Linked DNA regions of Mus musculus: region 1 is linked to region 2. The links are chromatin contacts, called in public Hi-C maps. All regions are on one chromosome and are shown on one strand. The core of a region is the stretch at or near the end of the contact, and the rest is flanking DNA. Distances in the headings are between cores, read along the strand shown.

Region 1 (3,792 bases), core at 716-3,215, 270 kb after region 2:
TGTCAGTTCCCAAGGGACTCTCTCTCAGAGACAGCTGGGAGCAGAGCATCCTTGGTTCTCTGTGTCTCTAGAGGGGGAAACCAACCTTGCCTTGTCTCATCCTCTCTGCACAGTGTCAAGGACGAATGTGCGTTAAGACTCCTGTGAGAGCCGGGCAATGGTGGCACATGCCTTTAATCCCAGCACTTGGGAGGCAGAGGCAGGGTTTGAGGCCAGCCTGGTCTACAGAGTGACTTCCAGAACAGCCAGGGCCACACAGAGAAACCCTGTCTCGAAAAAAACAAAAACCAAAAAACCGAAAAAAAAAAAATTCCTGTGAGGAGATTGGAAACCGGAGTCCAGTTACAAACACCTGTCTTGAAATTCAGTCAAGCCCTGTATTAACAGATATGAATTGTGTGTGTGTGCCTTGTGGCTATGTATTGCTGTGCATTTTATGTCTCATTCCTGCCAACTTTGTTTTATTCACACTCATTTCATGTTGAATATTGTTTCTTTCATTACTCCTATAACCTTACAGATGATGAGCCAGAAAGGTGTACATGTGTACCTATGTGAGTACTCACATATGCGCACGCGCAAACACACACGCGCGCGCGCACACACACATCATTGCTGCCTTAAAAAAATAGTCCTTCACTTTAAGTTGTTCTTGATATATTTCACTAAAGAATACAGAGTAGAGGTGCAAAAAAAGCTATAATTAGGTAAACAATGTGGATGGCAGTGTTTTAGGCAGTGAGCTGGGGTGAGGGACTATTCTGGAAGTTCCACAACCTATTTTAGCTTACATCATGCTTGCCAGAATCCATTCACATGTTCATAATCAGCTATGAGGGAGTCTGGGAAGCAAAAGATTCACCAGCTCTGTGCTCGGGGATCTTTTTGTAAAGAAAACGGGTCATGAGGACTTCAAACAGGCAACTCACAGCCATATGCAAAGCAAAGCAGTACGTCTGGGGCTGTTCTTGGGAATGGAGTTCTAAAGCAAAATAAAAATTATAAGATGGAAAAATAATGATAAATCCTGTCTCCCGCAATCTGAGCTGAATTATGGATGTTTTGACTCCTAGGCTGCCTGCTGTGTGCTTCATCAGCAAGCAGAACGCACCGCGAAGGCAGAGCCCAAGGTCAGTCCCTTGTTTACTGAATATAAGAGATTCCCTGTGGCATGTCACACAGATGGAAACAGGGCATCCGTGTCACACAGATGGAAACAGGGCATCTGGAGACACCCTACTCATAAGCAAGGACAGTCATCTCGGTTCTTGGAAGGGCACTGGGAACCCCACACCAAGGGCAGGCACCACCCACTCTGGTACTTCTGCCTTCTAATCTCACTCAAGAGATCCCTCTGTGTGTCGGGATGCTGAGGTGAATTGAACTTCCTAGGTCTGAGAACTAGGGCAACTGGGTGCTCACTGAACATGGAAAAATTGTAAAAACATAATCAGTTATTTGTTTCTGTGTGTTCTGTTTCTGTGTATCCCACTAACTCCAAGTGGGAAAGAGTCCTGGATATATTGCATTCGTATTGCATCTGTATAGGCTGTCCCCCATCCTTCAACCCTAAGCAATGTGATCTTTATAAAGCATTTATGTTATATAAGGTATGAGGATGTAACTAAGTATCCAGGAAGATATGCAGATGCACAGATTAAACACAAACCCGTTGCTACTTTCTATTAAAGGACCGTGTATATCTTCAGAGCTTGGTATTGGAGGGCTGCTGGCCCTCTCCTCCTGCAGATGCCAAAAGACACCTATGCCTTGTTTTATGCTGCAGATACCTTGACACACAAGCTAGTGCAAGAAAGGTGTGGCACTTTACCCACTCCTCCTCTTTTCTCCTTGCTCTTAACTATTTTTGACCAAAAAGTGTTCGTTGCCTGAGTAGAATTAGGTCAGACTGAAGCTGAATATCAAGCTGACAGAGGGGGAGCTAAGCTAGTGCCAGCATCGACTAAATGAGGAGTTAAAAAGAAAGTCTCACTCTGAATCCAAATATGGGAATTTAGAAGGGAAAGGGCTAATATTAGACTGCACAAGAATTAGTACAAAAAGGTACGTTCATTGCCAGGAACTGGGAGTTTTGATCCATCTCCGTATTTTACTGTGCAAGAGCCATACTGTGTGGGTGTTTAGAGGGTCAAACATTAACTATTAAGATAAAAGGTATTATTATTTTAGTTTGGAAGGTCTTGAAAAGTGGCCCTCATCATTTCTCTTCAAAGACACAGCCTGACACACGTTACTATTGCAGGACCATTTCTTAAGAGTCTTTATAGAGTCCGCTGCTCTGCCATCAAGGGAACAGCTCCCAACAGCCTCGCTTTCGTATAGAAATAACAATCTCATTAATGATGCTAAGTTTATATTGTAAATACATTATCACCCCTCTCACACCAACTGCTATGTTAAAAAATAATTACTAATTGGTTTCAGCAAATGCATTATAAAAAGGTGGCTAATTTTAACTATTTTCCTCCTCTCCGTTTTAGAACAACAACAACGACAAAAAAAAAAAAAAAAAAATTGGAATGATTCAGAGAAAGCAATCTGTTACCTGGAAGAATTTAAGGGTTTTAAAAAAATGATCTTTGATCAAAGTTTTTTAGAGTCTTATGCAAATGATGTCTCAGGTAAGAATTGGACTGAGCTGAAGCCCACAGCCTGCATCTTCCTCCCCAGATGTAGTGATAAAAAATAAACATATTTTACTTTCCTAAGTTCCGTTCCTACAGTCCTTCTCAGAGACCTTCTAAAATGCTGCCTGACCCTCCATCACACTCTCAAGTATTCTTCTAGATTTTTCCCTCCTTTCCCCCTCAATACCTGTTCTCAGTGAAGTGCCTGGCCTCTTTCTGCCTGCCTGCCTGCCTGCCTGTTGCTGTGTTGATAATAGACTAAGTCTCTAAAAATGTAAGCCGGCCCCCAATATAACGCTTCCTTTCATAAGAGTTGCCTTGGTTATGGTGTGTCTTCACAGCAATAGAACTGTGACTGAAACACCTACTATCATTATTACTGTTTTTTGGTGTGGGTTAGGGTGCCATCATGAACTGTGGGTTTAAGGATTTGTTTGAGAGAGAAGGAAATGACAAGGACAAGATTCATCATCTAGGAAGTTCATTTCTTTACTGAGTTCAGATCAAGGCTCTGGAAATAGTGAGAGACTAAAATCACCGTCATCTACCTTACACAGTGTGAAGCCTAAATGAATTCACATTTAGGGGAAGAGCATGAGTTTCTTGGCGCCAGAGAGATTTGGATAATGGCGTGTGGTTGTTCAAACTGTATGGCCATAGGCAACCACTTATATGGTATCTTCAGCCAAAACATTAGACTGACGGTTTCTTTGGGGTTGATCTAAATGCCTAAGATAATATACAGATAGGCCCAGCACAATTAGCACACAGAGGAGGTGATAACTGGTGCTATAATTAATCACTACTGAATTCACCAAATTCTGTCTGAGCCCCTTGCCACCAGCCTGTATTACTCAATATGCCCGACAGAGACTGTTCTTTGACCGCTCAGATTTCCCTTCCTATAACATGAAACCGTTACGCATGTTTAGGTGTTTGCACTTTTCAACACTCTGATCATCAATGTTGAGAACATGACTCAATGCAGAGCCCACATGTTTGCACTAATTATAGGATTTGGAAAAATAATAACCATGTGTATCATATGGTGACATTTGCCATCTTCCTTGTAAGGCAGATGTTCAAAATTAGAGTTGTATTATTCCTGTGATTTCTACTAACAGCTCCAGCATCAAGCATGGTT
Region 2 (3,921 bases), core at 183-2,682:
TTCTTATTGTCTTACCTTTCACTTATTTCTAATATATAATAAAAACATACACATGAATAGATATGTATAAATAACATCAATATTCATATTTTTCTGACTATAAAATAATGCTTACTTTAGAAAATTTAAAGTATATTTACAAAGTCATAGAAAAAATTGTCTACAAGTTTATAGCAGCTACAACAGTTCTATAATTGGATTTCTGAATTACCCTTAGAGGGTGTGTGTGTGTGTTCACACGCGCGCACATGAGTGCTCAGGAGTCATCCTTAAGACCACTGAACATTTCCTTTAAAGCAGAGTCTCTCATTGACTGAGACCTTATCCTCTAGGCTAGACCAGCCAGCATCAGGATCCTCCTGTCTCTGCATCTTCAGCGCTGGGGTTATAGGTGCTCTGGCTTTTACATGGGTGCTGAGGATTGAATTGAAGTCTCCATGCTTGTTTGACCAGCACCCACTCACTGACGGACCTTCACCGTCCCTGTATCACAGTGTTTGGGATGATTTCCCTGTTGTCAGGAAGTTTGTTTCCGTTTCCGAACCGCTATCAACAGAACCGCTTTGGACCACCTCATAGAAAACGTTTCCTCCACCTGTCTTAGAATAGGTGCAGAATTCCAATTTCGGCTCTTTTGAATCCAGATGAAATCCGGGAGGGGATTTCAATTTGCATCTGGACTTTTAGTTGCTTAACAGTGGCTAAAGGTTGTCCGTTGGAGCCCAGTGCTATGGCTGCTTCCAAAGTTAACTTGGTTTTAATGTCAATTAATAGAAAATGTGTCCAGGCCACCTTTGGAGAGAGGTGCAGAGGTGCAAGTGGACCAGCCAATGGGACTTGTGGCTGTTTAGGATGATATAGGGCTTTTCCGTGTTTGTAAAATGAAGTCTTTTTATTTCCCTAGTCACAGTTTACAAAACATTGGAAAAGACAAGCCAGCAACGGATTGGGTTCCAACACAATGGAATTCTTCAAAGGAAATTAGGTTCCCTCCTTGGGGACTGAGGCTTCATCTTGCACAGCATATTTGGTGCTTGGCTTCCGTTGTAGAGATCACTTCTTAAGTACATGTGACAGCGAGAGCCCCGCCCATCACATCTTTACTCAAATAGGACTGCTCTGTACGTACCAGACGTGTTTGGTCAATAAGCTGTTTAAATATCAGTGCATTTATAAACAGGTGGGCAGATAGTGCTGCCTCTTGCCCTCCTTGGTTAGCATCCAACTTCCGGTAACTGAAGAATTAACACAGTTCCCAGCGGGATCATCATTATGCTCTAAGGGTGACCTTAAATATGTTTAAAAACACCCCCAATTTCAGGTAGAAGGATGGGAGAGACAAGCAAATGGTCTCTTCGCCCAGGTGAGCCTGCCTTTATAGTCTTTCCCAGAAGCCTTCGCTTCTCAGCTCCTGTTTACAGCTTACTGGCTGCTGCTTCCTGCAGTGCAGGCTGGGTAATGTAGTTCTGCAGCTAATTTGCTTTATCCCTCCAAGAATATAATAATAGCGTGAAGCTCAGAATTATGAAGATTAAGCGAAGAAGCAGAGGCGCTGAATAAGAAAAGAGCAGCTTATAAGCAGGTTTAGCAACATTTGTTGTGGCTGCAGAGGAGGAGGCTGTGTTTTATACCTTAGTATGAGTAACAGTCTAAATCAAGACATTTGGGGACATTTTCCCGTTATAGTTTTTCCTTCTCTTTCTTCCCCTCCCTCTCTGCTTTGGGACAGGACGGGGGTGGAAGGAGACTGATGTTCCCTCTCCAATAAGGAAGAATGAGCTGCTATTTCTAGTTGCCAGGAAAAAGCCATGGTAATTCTCTGTCGAACAGCCTGAGAACACACCTTTTAAACTGGGTGTGGTGGCCACACCTGCAACCCCGGCACTCTGGAGGAGCAGGGAAGGCGACCTTAAGGTCCAGACTGTGCTATCTTTAGTAAGGCCTTGAAACTAACAAAGCTGGGGATATAGCTTTCTTTTAGGTAGAGCACCTGCCTAGCATATTTAAGATCCCAAGGTTAATCCGCAACACTGAAGGAAAAAAAAAAAAAAAAAAACGAAGCAAAACACCTCTCCAAACACAACCCACAACAAACAAACAAGCAACCGTTAACTAAAAAGAATCCCCTCTTTAAAACAAAAACAAATACCCCTGCCTTCCCCATCCTCAAGCTGGTAGGAGTATAAATGGGAAGGCCACTTGATAGTATTTAGCAAAACAGAAAATGCACCCACCGTTTGACCCAACAAGTCTACTTCCTGTAGTCTATTCTAAGAAATCGCCCTTTGCCCGTGTGAATGTGTTCACACAAAGATACCGATTGTCCTGCAGGCTTCAAAGGGGGCAGACTGGAAACCGAAGGGGCACTCATCAATAGGGGATTTGTTACTCCACTTTGTGGTATATCCATTTTGAAGCAGGCTTACTGTATAGGGATCTGAAAATCTACAAACTATCTGAAGAATCAGCAAGCTGTACAGCTATTGGAAGGGAACGTAAGTGATGGGGCTTTTTGGAAGAGTGTCTGCCGCTATGCCTGTGTGGAAGGGCCGGGCAGGACTCACACTGTCAGCCGTGGGAGGCAGTGGGAAGAGCTTGAAGGGACTCTTCAGTCTCCCTCTCTATGTTGCTTAACTCTTTCAACCGGAATGCGTTCATGAATTATTTATGCAATTAAAAAACTCCCGTTGACAAACCTGTAGAGTCTGCTGGAGCTGGCTGGCTGGAGAGAGGCATCTTCCAGGAGTGGCAGATGAAAGATTGTTGCATTTTCAGCACGGCTTAAAAATAATGCGTTAAAATGAATGTAAATAACTTTTAATGCTTGCATAAGGAACACTGCCAAGGCTCAGCTACTTCTTTTTTTTTTTTTTTTTTTTCATTTTTTTTATTAGGTATTTAGCTCATTTACATTTCCAATGCTATACCAAAAGTCCCCCTTACCCACCCACCCCCACTCCCCTACCCACCCACTCCCCCCCTTTGGCCCTGGCGTTCCCCTGTACCGGGGCACACAAAGTCTGCGTGTCCAATGGGCCTCTCTTTCCAGTGATGGCCGACTAGGCCATCTTTTGATACATATGCAGCTAGAGTCAAGAGCTCAGGGGTACTGGTTAGTTCATAATGTTGTTCCACCTATAGGGTTGAAGTTCCCTTTAGCTCCTTGGGTACTTTCTCTAGCTCCTCCATTGGGAGCCCTGTGATCCATCCATTAGCTGACTGTGAGCATCCACTTCTGTGTTTGCTAGGCCCCGGCATAGTCTCACAAGAGACAGCTACATCTGGGTCCTTTCAGTAAAATCTTGCTAGTGTATGCAATGGTGTCAGCATTTGGAAGCTGATTATGGGGTGGATCCCTGGATATGGCAGTCTCTACATGGTCCATCCTTTCATCTCAGCTCCATACTTTGTTTCTGTAACTCCTTCCATGGGTGTTTTGTTCCCACTTCTAAGGAGGGGCATAGTGTCCACACGGCTCAGCTACTTCTTGTTGTATGGCAGCTCCATTCTGGGTACCAGACATCTATTAACTTGTTTAATTTTCATGACAAGTTTGGCATTGACGCTCTTGTGATTTTCTGTTTAATTGATGAAGAAACAGAGGCACAGGGAGGTGAAGTAGGTTATCCAAAGCGACAGACACTCTGTGGGAGAGTGGGGACTGGAGTGCAGGGTTGAAGCCCATGCGTGGCCATGAGCAGACACATCCCTTGGATGACAGAGTTCTGGGATGACAAGATCTGCATCACAAGTTCCCTGCTGGCTCCTCCTGAGCCATGGCCCAGAGCAGAAGTGAGAGTTGGAGAAGAAGCAATCATTGCGACCCTGACGCTTGGCTGGGTTCTCATTCACCGTTAGCCACGTGGGAGCCATTCTAAGGCTTCCTTTTGCTTCTTGCTTCCTCCTGAGCGAACAGCCCAG

Evidence for each region. A called contact is a pair of places that touch in the nucleus more often than the background predicts.
Region 1: a Hi-C map of cortical neurons shows a contact between it and region 2, with 2.0 times the contacts expected there. The contact joins two enhancer-like sites. A contact is called at or near these places in 2 of 484 Hi-C or Micro-C datasets (both in cortical neurons) and 2 of 115 datasets of contacts at active chromatin or transcription factors (CD8 T cells and neural progenitor cells).

Annotation. Positions count from the first base shown.
Region 1 is chr3:52,774,141-52,777,932 of GRCm38.p6, forward strand. It overlaps Gm2447 (predicted gene 2447), which reads left to right. Exons shown (of 4, transcript NR_038079.1): 4 at 1,074-2,514. Among named protein-coding and RNA genes, the nearest start is that of Gm30292, 22 kb to the right of the region's middle. Within about 2 kb of position 1,966, at least 12 of the 459 cell types and tissues checked have an H3K27ac peak or open chromatin away from gene starts, as enhancers often do. A contact at or near this core is called in cortical neurons, where this site is marked.
Region 2 is chr3:52,509,144-52,513,064 of GRCm38.p6, forward strand. No RefSeq gene overlaps it. Among named protein-coding and RNA genes, the nearest start is that of Gm30173, 5.9 kb to the right of the region's middle. Within about 2 kb of position 1,433, at least 65 of the 459 cell types and tissues checked have an H3K27ac peak or open chromatin away from gene starts, as enhancers often do. A contact at or near this core is called in cortical neurons, where this site is marked.